3 separate regions of the Mus musculus genome follow, and all the other regions are linked to region 1. Evidence: chromatin contacts called from public Hi-C data. All regions are on one chromosome and are shown on one strand. Each heading gives the region's core, a stretch centred on a gene start, on an enhancer-like site or on the middle of the called end of the contact. The rest is flanking DNA. Distances are from core to core; before and after follow the strand shown. Region 1 holds the start of Tbc1d9b (TBC1 domain family, member 9B). Region 2 has its middle 16 kb from the start of Rnf130. Region 3 overlaps Rnf130 (ring finger protein 130).

Evidence for each region. A called contact is a pair of places that touch in the nucleus more often than the background predicts.
Region 2: a contact with region 1 is called in a Hi-C map of uterus, with 5 times the contacts expected there. The contact joins the enhancer-like site here to the promoter of Tbc1d9b in region 1. A contact is called at or near these places in 16 of 39 promoter capture datasets (the C10 cell line, the HPC-7 cell line, HPC-7-derived erythroid cells and 10 more), 4 of 15 datasets of contacts at CTCF or cohesin (CD8 T cells, the NIH/3T3 cell line, embryonic stem cells and 1 more), 20 of 484 Hi-C or Micro-C datasets (the CH12 cell line, DN3 thymocytes, the G1E-ER4 cell line and 13 more), 22 of 115 datasets of contacts at active chromatin or transcription factors (CD8 T cells, the HPC-7 cell line, the NIH/3T3 cell line and 15 more) and 3 of 9 other capture datasets (adipose tissue, liver and pancreatic islet).
Region 3: a Hi-C map of cerebral cortex shows a contact between it and region 1, with 1.9 times the contacts expected there. The contact joins the enhancer-like site here to the promoter of Tbc1d9b in region 1. A contact is called at or near these places in 1 of 39 promoter capture datasets (liver), 1 of 15 datasets of contacts at CTCF or cohesin (CD8 T cells), 2 of 484 Hi-C or Micro-C datasets (cerebral cortex and embryonic stem cells), 4 of 115 datasets of contacts at active chromatin or transcription factors (a beta-TC-6 cell line, bone marrow-derived macrophages and embryonic stem cells) and 3 of 9 other capture datasets (adipose tissue, liver and pancreatic islet).

Annotation. Positions count from the first base shown.
Region 1 is chr11:50,129,217-50,133,332 of GRCm38.p6, reverse strand. Tbc1d9b (TBC1 domain family, member 9B) reads right to left here and starts at 1,973. Exons shown (of 22, transcript NM_001290760.1): 1 at 1,777-1,973. The coding sequence starts at 1,894.
Region 2 is chr11:50,006,890-50,011,005 of GRCm38.p6, reverse strand. No RefSeq gene overlaps it. Among named protein-coding and RNA genes, the nearest start is that of Rnf130, 16 kb to the left of the region's middle. Within about 2 kb of position 1,820, at least 6 of the 459 cell types and tissues checked have an H3K27ac peak or open chromatin away from gene starts, as enhancers often do. A contact at or near this core is called in embryonic stem cells and uterus, where this site is marked.
Region 3 is chr11:50,060,515-50,064,630 of GRCm38.p6, reverse strand. All of the region lies in intron 2 of Rnf130 (ring finger protein 130), which reads right to left. Among named protein-coding and RNA genes, the nearest start is that of Mir340, 7.1 kb to the left of the region's middle. Within about 2 kb of position 2,325, at least 12 of the 459 cell types and tissues checked have an H3K27ac peak or open chromatin away from gene starts, as enhancers often do. A contact at or near this core is called in pancreatic islet, where this site is marked.

The sequences.
Region 1 (4,116 bases), core at 724-3,223:
CTGGCCTCGAACTCAGAAATCCGCCTGCCTCTGCCTCCCGAGTGCTGGGATTAAAGGCGTGTGCCACCATGCCCGGCCTTTTTGTTTTTTTTCAAGACAGAGGATTTCTCTGTGTAGCCCTGGCTGTCCTGGACTCACTCTATAGACCAGACTGGCCTCAAACTCAAGAGATCCACTTGCCTCTGCCTCCCAAGCACCACCACGGCTGACTTAATTCATTTTTTTTTTTTTTCGAGACAGGGTTTCTCTGTATAGCCCTGGCTGTCCTGGAACTCACTCTGTAGACCAGGCTGGCCTCGAACTCAAGAAATCTGCCTGCCTCTGCCTCCCAAGTGCTGAGAGTAAAGGCATGAGCTACCACTGCCCAGATCATTATGTGTTTACATGTATATCTGTGCACATGTTTGTGTCTGGTGGCCATGGATGCCTGAAGAGGGTATTGGGTTCTCTATAACCAAAGTTACAGATGGTTGTGAGCCACCATATGGGTGCTGGGATTTGAACCTTGGTTTTGCAGCCCTTGAGCCCACTTCTCCAGGCCAGGCTGGTCAGTTTTGAAAAGAGGCTCGAAGGAACCTGCGTTCCTGATGAATCTCTTAGGTATACAGTGCTCAGGAGGCTGTGATGGCCCAATGGCCATGGCAGGCTGCACAAACCTGGCTCAATGTGATTTGGAATTCACAGAATGGCTGGCACCGTAGTCTGGACGCTCAGCCTTGAGAGGCGGGAGGCGGTTGGACACAGATGAATGCTAGAACAAAAGGGACTTGTCCCACGGTGCCCTGTGTTCCTCAGTGGCCTTATGGTAGCTTCCAAGGTTGATCACTGGGCTGTTCAAGAGGGCTGCTACCTAACTCTCAATAAACATTGGGTCCTGGAGCCAGGCCTAGCATCAACTCCAGTCATCTCTTGGCCCTCCGGGAAGGAGCCTGATTGTGGAAGGGAACATTGAGTTTTCTTGGAAAAGGTACAGTCCCTTCCACATTAAGAAGTGTAGCTCATGAGATGCTGGCAGCTGATGTCACCTAGGTGAGGCCACCAACTGCATCTGCAGGACTGTCAGCTGCCACCCTGCAAAACCAGGGCATTCACAGAAAATTCACTTTCCATATTGAAAGATCTGGCACCCAGAAGGGTCCACGTACAGGGGTCTGCTGCAGGGCCGGATCTGGAGTACTTGACAAGCCCTGGGACACACGGGGCTTCCAACAAGTCCTGCTGAATAGATTCCCACAATGCCACATGTCACACAAAGTCAGAGGCTCCCACTCCAGCTGCTTCTGTGTGAGTGGTAGTGCTCAGATACCCGAGAGGCACCCGGGGTAGCTCTGAGGGACACTTCATATATACCGATAAATATGCAAAAACAAGCTTTGAATTGGGAGCTCTGACGGCATCAAGTGAGGAGAGACCGGAGGAAGGGGAGGTCAGGGCATCTTTGGTCTTCGCCAAGAGGCAACTCTTCAGTGAACTAGGAGTAAAGAGGGCAAAAGGAAACGTGTGCTTATGCCACTTGGTCCCTCAGAGGCAGCTGGAGAAACTGAGGCAGAGGGCGAGCTGGGGAACCCTGCTGGCTTCTGGTTGCTATGTGACTTTACAGGACTGTGCACACGTCCCGGCGGAGGCCACTGGTGTCCTTCCCCTGCTGCCTGTCCCGGGATCGTCCTCCCCACCCGCCTTCCGACCCCCCTGTGCCGCTGCGCGTGCCCGCGGGTCGCGTCCTGCTGCCCCGCCAGGCCCGGTGCGCACAGGCCCGGCCGCCCGCGCCCCGCTCACCCGTGAGGCCTCCGCCCTTGCCGTGGCCTCGGCGCCGCTGCAGCACGAAGAAGGGGTTGGCCCGCTCCGTCACCCATAGCGCGTTAGCCACCAGCACCTCCTCGGGCCCGAGCCACATCCCGCGGCCGCTCGCACCGGGCCAGAGCCCGTGAGGCGGAAGCGCGCGCCGCCGTCGCCGCGCCCGAGCCGAGCCGAGAGGAGCCGAGAGGCTGGGGCGGGGTCGAGACGTCGGCCCGAAGGTTGGCTCCCCCTAGCGGCCGCGCTGGCTCACAGCGTCGCCCTCCTCGACCTCTCCTGGCCTGGCAGTCCCCTCCAGCCCTGCTGCCGCTGTCCAGTTTGGAGGGGATCGCATGCTCTCTGCCTACTGTGCAGCCCAGGCGAGTTAATGTGGCAAAAAGCGTCTGGAGAAGGGTACAGCAGCGCCTGGTCAGCCTCGGGATTTTGACTCAAGTCTAAGGTTGGGATCCTCAAGAGCCCAGTTGTCAGGAAGCGCAGCTGGTGCCCTTTGAAATAAGTGCGCTCACCCCATCTGACAGATGGATTGGGGTGGCCTTGAGGCTGAGGTCACAGATGAGCACTTAATTTTTTTCATAAGCGTACAGCAGTATGATCTAGGGGCGCAGTGCCCTGCTCTTACCTCTCCTGGCCTGAAGGCGGCAGTCTCTGACAGTACAAATTCACCTTCAGATCCCAGCCCAGGGCTTCTGCCACTGAACCATGAAGCAAAACTAGCTACTGCGGGCTCTGTGAACTAGAGCCCGGTTAAACAATTAGGAACAAGATAGTTTCTGACTCAAAGGTGCAAATGACTCCGCCTGGACAAAAGGGGCGGACCATATTTATTTTGGTAAAGGCTAGGGAGACAGCTGTATGAGCTGTCCCCATGTCACCTGGACATGGCAGGAGGGTAAAAGGAAGGAGAGATAAATTCATTCTGGGAGGTTTGAGCAGATGTAATGGGTGACAGCCAGAGTGAGCCACAACCTTCTGAAACGCGGCTTGTGACTCAGCTTTCAAGACATGGCTTTCCTTACAACTTTGAAGTACAATATACTCCGGTTATCCTGACAGAGTACACAGCAACCAGTCAGTCTGGCTGTCCATCATCTTACTCCATGAGGGAGTGAGTATGATATCCATGTATGAAACATAACTAAACTCATCATCTCTCAGATACTGGATTCTCAGCCCATTGTATTAATGTGTCCTGATAGTAAGTCCTCAATGAGGACTTTGGACGCGCAGACGAATGCTGCTGTGCTCTCTGGAGAAGTCTACCCTCAAGATTTCGGAAGTAAGCCAGGCATGGTGGTAGACACCTTTACCCCAGGACTTGGGAGGCAGAGGCAGGTATATCTCTGTGAAGTTGAGACCAGCATGGTTTACCTAGCAAGTTCTAGACCAAAAATAATTTAGAAGTAGTGGACTGAGGGATGGCTCAGCAAAAGATGGAGATTGGGGGGGGGGGGGTTACAGCTCCAGGGGATCTGATACTCTCTTCTGGCTGCTGAAATTAACAGCAATAGCATTCACTCATGGATGCACACACACATATACACAGAGATAGAGACAGAGATAGATAGATAGAGAGAGATGGATGGATAGATAGATAGATAGATAGATAGATAGATGGATGGATGGATGGATGGATAGATGGATGGATGGATGGATGGATGGATGGATAGATAGATGGATGGATAGATAGAAATCTACAAAAAATTTAATTTGGAAGAATGATAATAATTTTATAAAAAGCATTTGGAAGTACCTGAGAACCAGTGAGATGCCTGACTTTGATCTCAGAGCCCACATGGTAGGAGAAAAACAGCTCCTGCAAGTTCCTTTGACTTCTAAGTAAAATAAAATAATAATTAACTAAATAAATGTAATTTAAGAACTGCAAGTATTTGTTCCACCTTGGAGCGCAATAAAGGATCGTCTATCCTTATTTCAAATTTGAGTGTACTTTAGTGTACTCAAGAGTCAAGAGACTGACGTGTCCATCAGCTGATGGTAACAGTAGTGGCATATCCCTCCATGCAACATCCAGCCATAAGATATCAGCCACTGAGGTGCTAAGACATGGCTGGACCTCGGACATCTGAGGCTGACACATAGACTGTTGGCATTGCCTATGTCTTTGCATATCTACCACACTCCTAGGTGCTGCAGCCGACCCAGAGAACAATCTGTAAGGACCAGTTTTTATAAGGAAAATAATATTTATTGAGCACTCAGTCTGTGCTAAGCCTATGTCTTTTTTCTTTTTATTTTGTGTGAATTTATTTTATAAAATTCACTTGATTGATAAAAGTGCAAAATTCAGGTTCTGACACCATC
Region 2 (4,116 bases), core at 571-3,070, 120 kb after region 1:
TACAGAGCTTCAAATGGTTTTGTTTTGTTTTTGTTTTTGTTTTTGTGGGGGTTACAGAGGATATTGAAAACTTGTCTCATACTGCTTTACTCTACTAAAAAGCTGGCTCTGAAGTTTGCTTATGGCCCCATGTCTACATTATCAAGCATGCTTGTTTAAGTTTCCTCTAAAATCTGTGTTCTGGGTCAGGCTGGCCACCTGACTCCGTGACAGGGATAAAGAGAACAAAATAGAACAGCCCAGAAAAAGACACTATGTGCTTTAAAATAGCTAAAAAGTGAACTCTTCCCCAAATTGATTACCTCCGCTAGCTCACCTCACACCTGTTTCCCTGTCTTATTTAACTAAGTACTTCCCTCTCCTAGAGCTCTAAAACTTATTCTCAAGATTTGTGAGGCCTCTGTGTAAACTTTCTGTATCTCAGGATTTCATTGGGTATAGTTTTTTTTTTTAATCTGTAACATTTGTAACAAAAAGTTTGTAACAGAAAGAGCTGATAGGTTTTAAAACAAACAAACAAAAACCCTATAGGTAGGATTTCTTAATTTGCTGCAGCAAGATTGTATGTAACTGGTTTCAACAATGTTACCAGCGCTGCCCTGTTTCAGAAGTGGATGGGGGGGGGGGGGGGAGCGGCTTTGGACCTGACAGTGCCTGACTTAAAAGACCTGATGTTTTCTCAGGCTTGCCTCAAGCCTGCTGGATGTCACCAACCTGTATTGTTTAATTGCTGTTTTCTGAAACGCTAATAAAATTGTCCTTGAATCTCCTTCTGAGTCTATTTCTAATTTTCTTTTTTTATCACTGAGACTAAAAATGCCCCCAAAAGAACTTCAATTTCCCCAGGAACACACTATCTAGGAAGTCAAAGATAATATCAGAGTTGGGCTCTGGCTCTGGCTGTCTCTGTCTCAGCCTTGATCTCTTTTGGGTTGACTTGGCATATTCTCAGATGGAGTTCATCTCACAGACTCAAACTGTGGGAGTAAAAAGGACTGTATCTGAGCTCTAAGGAATTGCAATGCAGGAAACACAGGTTCAGATAGCTCTGAAATAAATATTTTAAGGAAGGCTGGCAATGGGCTGAGGCTGTAGCTCAGTTAGAGCCCTTGCTTGCATCAATCCCTGGGTTTGAGGCCAGCATTATATAAAACCAATGTGATCCCAGCTGTCAGGAGGTGGACTGGGATTAGAAGCTAGATCATCCTCAGCTAAGTTTGAGGCTAGCCTGGGCTAAATGAGGACCTATCTCAGGAACTAAACAAAACCCAAGGCAGAAGAAATTCGAGATCAAATGGGGAAATTATAAACAATAAAAATGTCTTTGGGAGGCAATATTTTGCCCCGTCAAGGTCAATCTCAAAGTCAGCTGGCTCCCAGAGCATTGTGGAGCATCTATTAAAACGTTCTGTAACTCTGGTGGGCCATCTGTAGGGTAGGGTAGACTCTAACCAGCGTTCAGCCTACTAGTAATTGACCCTGCTAATCAACACAGTAAAAAAATTTCCTTACTGCTTCCAAGCAAAGTCAGTGTCAAACCAGGGCATTGGCTCTTCCTCATCCAGATGGAACCACTGGTAAAAGGAAGGCTAACAGAACCAGAGGTTCCCCCAAGCTCAAGTGACCAGATCCTCGGGAAAACAAAAGAGAAGAAAACGGTTAATTTTGGGCACCTAACAGGCCACCTAAAACCCAACAGGAAAGTATGAGCAAAGATAAAAATGATGCGTATGTTTCTTTAACAGTCCAAGGAGGATCCCACACCCAGACAGTAGGCTTAAGAGGTATTATTTAGACAACCATTTCTCACCAATGATTTTCTTCCTGATAAGGAAAATGCTGCCCAAGATTCAGGACATCATGACCTTGGTTTCTTTCCTTCAACACTGCAGGGCTTATTTGAAGCCAAGAAAATCGGGCCTCTTATCCTTTTAAACTAAAAATCAAATAACGGCTAAATTTTCTCTCTCTCTCTCTCTCTCTCTCTCTCTCTCTCTCTCTCTCTCTCTCTCCCTCTCTCTCCTTTTTTCGAAGTCATCTGGGAGGGACCACACACTGATTCTAGGAACTCCAGGGCTGGGAATGTCCTGGTGCATGGGGCATGGGGGTGGGGTGGGGTGGGGTGGGGTGGGGGAGAAATGAAAAGGAAAAGAAAGAAAACATGACTGTTCCTAGGTATGGCGGAGGAGAAAGTTTATTGTAGATATGTGGGAGAGTGTAGTTAGTAAAAGGGACATCTGGAAGAGTTCAGAGTGTTCTTGGCCAGACTGGGCTGTGCAATGTGGAGAGAGGGGGAGGGGAAGAGAAAGCAGAGAGAGGGGGACCAGGTACAGCGTCCAGGAGGCCCAAATGTACAAAAGGAGCAGGTAACCAAAGTGGTAAGATTATATAAGAGGAGCAGCCCAGCTCCCTGGGTTGAGTTCAGGATAGGGAGTGGGGTATGCCAGGTAGAAGGGCCCTGTAACAGATAGGGACAGAGGGATGCAGGGAGAACCTGGAGGGATGCAGGGAGAACCTGGTAGCCGGTGTCTGCTTTGATATGTTAAATAGGCACCGCAGCCATTCGTCCTGGGTTGCTTTTCTCCAATGGACTGACGCCCTCATGAGCTCCTCAAAAGATTCTAATGAACTTTGATTTTTAGGAACGCTCTCTGTTCAGGCTTCTCCTGGCCCCCTGGCTAGGACTTGTAATGCTAATCACTTTTGCTTTTACTTCTTCATAATTCTGTGCAGGCACTAGTCAAGGACTTCCCTTCCTTCCTACACCTGGCTGTTACTCAATGGAGCTACCGATACACCATCGATACTCCATCGGGGGTCTTTAGACAGGCCCACTGCAGGGGTACCCTCACTACCATATCTGACACCCCCATTCAGCTGGAAGAAGCCTGATCCACCATCTCTGCAATTTTATAATGGCAGTCAGGGTTCAGAGGGCGGGGCATGTTGACGACAAAGTCAGAATAATGAGGCAGTTCGGAGTAAAAAGCCCCCAAAGAAAAGGAGTCAGTTTCTGCCTTGGTTAAAAGCCAGAAATGGCTCCGAGCCTCTTGGCAACCTCATCCTTGCCACAGGGCACAGATGCCAAACCTGTCTGGGAGCTCTGAATCCTGATCTCGTTCACATATGATTTTAGGGTTACTTCTTCAGGGAAAATGTTAGCGTAACAATGAAGGTTCTTTAAGAAAAGGATTCCTAGCCGGGCGTGGTGGCGCACGCCTTTAATCCCAGCACTCGGGAGGCAGAGGCAGGCGTATTTCTGAGTTCGAGGCCAGCCTGGTCTACAAAGTGAGCTCCAGGACAGCCAGGGCTATACAGAGAAACCCTGTCTCGAAAAACCAAGAAAAAAAAAAAAAGATTCCTTTTTGGTCAGGAGATAGGATCTAAGCCTAGGTGGAACTTGACATTCCAGTTGGGTATTCCAGTCACCACTAGGAAGGCTTTGCTAAACAGGCAGACAGAATACTTTTTCCTATAATGAGATACTTTTTCCTCCTACAATTCTTAAGGTTGAGGTTCGTGTGGGTCTGCCCACCTTTCTGAGGCTGGACTCAGAGGTCTAACTTTTCCTTTCTTTTTTCTGTCTTCTTCTTTCAGATGCTGGCCAGAAGCTAAGTGTGCTTTTTGTGATGTTTTAGGCTTCCTTGCTTTCTCTCTAAATACTCACCCACCTTCATGAGGCTGCCTGCCCTCTGTATTTCTGACCTCCATGGTGGCAGAAGCATCATGGCTGCTTCTCTTTCTCTTCTCTGGGCAGCTGCTGAGGTTTATAGTTTGCCTGCCCTGGGATGTTTTTCTTTTAAGCTCTAATAAAATTGTCCTTAAGCCTCCATTTGAGTTCATTCTTGAATTCTTTTTATTAATGAGACTAAGATCCCAAGAGGGGACCCCAGATTCCCCTGTATCAGCACCAGCAGTGGGGCTCCACCCTGAAACACATGGCCCATGGTGTACATTTAAGATTCAAACCGTAACAAAGCTCTGTGGTCAATTTACTTTTATTAGAATTTGATCTATACATTTGAAATCTCCATTGAATATAGCTAATTTAATAAGCAAGTGACTCTTTGTCAGGTCCAAAGGAAACAACAGAAATTCCTTTGTCATGTCAGGTGT
Region 3 (4,116 bases), core at 1,076-3,575, 69 kb after region 1:
CAACTGAGGACTGGACTCTCCTGCTCACCATGAGACCACAGGGAGCCCACTGCGGCTGCAATCAAGTGAGGCCTTACACATTGATGGTCATTAGAATACTGGACTAGGTTATCTTCAAAAAGAGCAAGGGTCTACTAAATCCATGTTCTGTTACTCTTCTGAAGAGAAACTCTTCAATCTCACACACGTGAAGCTAAGGGACAATATACAGTGCTGGATAGTTTTAGGTCAACTTGACACAAGCTGTAGTCATCTGAGAGGAGGGAATCTCAATTGAGAAAATGTTTCCAGAAGATTGGTCTGCCAGCAATCCTGTAAGGTATTTTCTTAAAGACTGATGTGGGAGGGCCCAGGCCATTATGGATGGGTCCACCCCTAGGCTGATGGTCCTGGGTTCTATAAGAAAGCAGGCTGAGCAAGCCAAGAGTGCAAGCCAGTGAGCAACACTCTTCTATGGCCTCTGCATCAATCAGCTCCTGCCTCCACATTTCTGCCATGGTGGAGTTCTTGCCCCAACTTTCTTCAATGGTGAGCAGTAATATGGAAGTGGAAAGCAAGTCAGGCTTTTCTTCCCCCAGTTGTTTTACAGCCATGGTGCTCATCACAGCAATAGAAACCCTAGACGGTGAGTATTTAGGTGCAACTTTCCCCTTCTCACACTACCTCTTGGTTGGGAGCTCACTTGGAAATCTTGTTCTAGACCTTTCTTTGTCATAAAAAGAAAAGAAAAGAAAAGAAAAGAAAAGAAAAGAAAAGAAAAGAAAAGAAAAGAAAAAAGAGAGAGAGAGAGACACTAGGAATAAAGAGCTATATAAATCTCAGTTTCTGGCTGAAAGTTTGGAGTGGTTATCCACTTCCAACAGATTCTAAGTACCCTACAAATTATACCAGTCCTTTCAAAGTAACCAGCTTTAGTCATAAGTCATTAGTATAAAGGAAGTCTTCTTTACCCAACTAAGGACTTCCAAATGTCCATCCACGGCTAAATGTCTTCCATGACTCTGGGTTCTGTACTTACGAAAAGCAGCACCAAGAAAATTATATTTCATCTACTGATTGTACAAATACCATTAGCTGTTAAGGTGCAACATCGTATATCATGATTTATGGACATATAAATCACGAAGTGGCACTAACTGGAACATTCCAATTTCAGGCTATGCATTCCAAAATCAATGAAAACTCCTTTTCCACATGATAGTCTTTCAATTATTCAAAAACATTTTCCTGGAGTCCTTTTTCTGACATTTTCTCCCCATAGGAACTATTCCTAGAACTCTCAAATCATTCCCTCTGAGTTCCAGACTGGCAGGGCTACATAAGTGAGACCCTGTCTCAAAACAAAGCAAGATGACAAAACCCTCAAAAAAGCTCTAATGTGGGTATACAGCACACTTTCCACCCACTCAGCTGCCAGTGGACGTCTGGACTGACTGTGTAGTGAGCCACTGTGACCGCTGTGAAGTAGCATGCTGACTTAGATCCCCTCAGATACACTCACAGGAGTGGTACAACTGGATCATATGGCACTTCTAGTTTTAGTTTTTAAAGAACTGCTCTGCTGATTTCCATAGTGGCTGGACATATCTGCATCTCCACTGGTGTACCATAAAGGTTCCTTGTCATTCTACCTACTACAGGAAACTCACCAGCACTTGTTTATTCAGTTTCAGGGTGGCGGGGGTGTGTGTGTGAGATGGACTCTCAATGTAATTTTCATATATATTTTCCAACTCACTAATTTAAAAAAACAAACTTTCAGAAAAGTTGTATCTATTTATTTAGAACCTAAAATCTTTGAGGGTGAGTTGGTGGCCTGATGCCTCGCCTCATTGTTCCATACACACACACATACATACATACATACATACATACATACATACATACATACACACATACATACATATATACTTTTCCTATAATTAATCTCAATCTCTGTCTGTCTGTCTGTCTGTCTCTCTCTCTCTCTCACACACACACACAAGAGATGGAGGAGAGGGAAACAACCCCTTCAAATTAAGCATGATTCTGAATGGATAAATTATATCATGTCACTTCAGAATCCTTTTCATATCGCCCCAGTTTCCCCAGAAAGGTTCTTTGTAGTCATGTAGACCACAGTTGTCTAAAGTGCTTAGCCATCAGGTTTTTTAAGAGTCTGTCAGTTTCAAACAGTCCCTCTGTCTTTGCTTGCTGGTGATGACCTTGAGAGCTTGCAGCTCGGCTGCTCTATAGAAGACTTCATTTCCTCGCAGCGAGGCCCAGGTCCCGCTCCTCTGGCAGGAACAACACATAAGCCGTCCTGTGCTTCCCACTGCCAGATGGTGCAGGCCTGATCCATCCATTACTGCTGTTTGCTTTGATCATCGGTCAAGTGACGTCCCCCAGACATCTGAACCATGAAGCTACTCTTTTCCCCTGTGTCATCAGTAAATATTCTGTGAGGAAGCACTTTGAGACCAGGCAAATACTCCACTTATCATGAAATTTCCATTTTCTTTTGCCTTTTATGAGTATGGAGTCATAGGTTAAAATAGTTACTATTAATGTTCATTCTGACATTCAAATTTCAAGTATGCTCATTAAGAGAAACAATTTACAGTTTTTCCATCTTGTTCTTTTCTGGACAGCTGTATTTTAAGTATCTTGCTAAAAGAAAATGCTAAAAATGAAGATACTATCTTTAATGTCAAGAGTATCATAAGGTTACTACTTCCTCACACTAGATTATGCTCACAAGGGCACGGCTAGGTGTTTTCCTAGTAATCCGGCACAAATTAGCCAATAATAATGACCTCCCAAAATTAAGAGTCCAAGGATTTCTCCATTTGAACTCTTCCTTAAACCAGACACCTTCACAAACCTTTGTTACTGATTTTAAAAAATCCAATTTGCATGTCATCTTAATACCTTCTTATTTATTATTTGTGTTTCAAGATTCTATCTCCCTAGTGTTGTGTCCTTTTCAAGTAAAACTTCTACACTTATGCTTTGTTATAACTGTCTTATAAAATACTTTTAAGTAGGTGGAGGAGAGTGGCCTACAGGCTAGCTTTCACACCAGGCATCAGAACACTATACATCTGTTAGTCTTCTAACCTGTGACACAAAATAGATTTCTATTTTGTGTGTAAATGTAGGGGTGTGCATGCATATATGTATGGTTGTCTTCCTCTACCACTCTCTACTTTTTAAAAATCATCTAATTTATTAGCGTTTGAGGATATCCATATGTCACTGAATACATATGGAGTTGAATTTAGGTTATGACGAGCACTTTACCTGCTGAGCTATCTCACAGGGCCTCTGGCTGACTCTGGGGCTCACCAACTTTGTTAGGCTGACGAGCCAATAAGCTCCAGGGATCTGCCTGTCTCCACAGCCTTAGTGCATAGACCACAGTGCCTGGCTCTCTACAAGTGCTGCGGGTCTGAACTCAGGCCCTGCTACTTCTAACAGCAGCCACTTCACCTCCTGAGCCATCTCCTCAACCCCATGAAATCTATTTCTAAACCAGCATTCCAAACCTACGTGGGTTCCTAATTCAATTTTATCTTCTTCTTCTTCTTCTGTGGTCAGTGGGAAAAAAGATAAAGCACAAGACAGACAAAAAAAGCACATCAAGTGATGGACTCAGACAAGAAGGGAAATAGATCAGGTTGTACTCAAATACCAGAAACTTATAAGGGATTCTCCATCTACTTAAGATATGTAAATTAAGGAAAAGTTAAAAACCCATTGGGAAGTTTTAAAATGGATTTACTACATTTATTTTATGAAGTCGTTATTTAAACTATTGCTTTAGGGGAAAAATGGCTTAGCAGATAAAGGCTGCTCTCTTCCAACTCTTAGAGCACTTACTCTGTGCGGTTCTCAAGCACCTGGGACTCCAGCAAGCAGGGAATCTGGCTCTCTTCTGGCCTCCACCAGCATCAGTACAGATGTGGCATACACTTAGAGACACAGGCATACAAATAAAAACAGATCTTAGGGACAAAAAACCTATTTGTTCCAGTGTTTCAGGTTTACATTTCTTAATTTTATTTTTGGGTCTGGGGAGCAGAGACAGAGATTCTATGTAGCTCTGATATCCTGGAATTCACTATGCAGACCAGA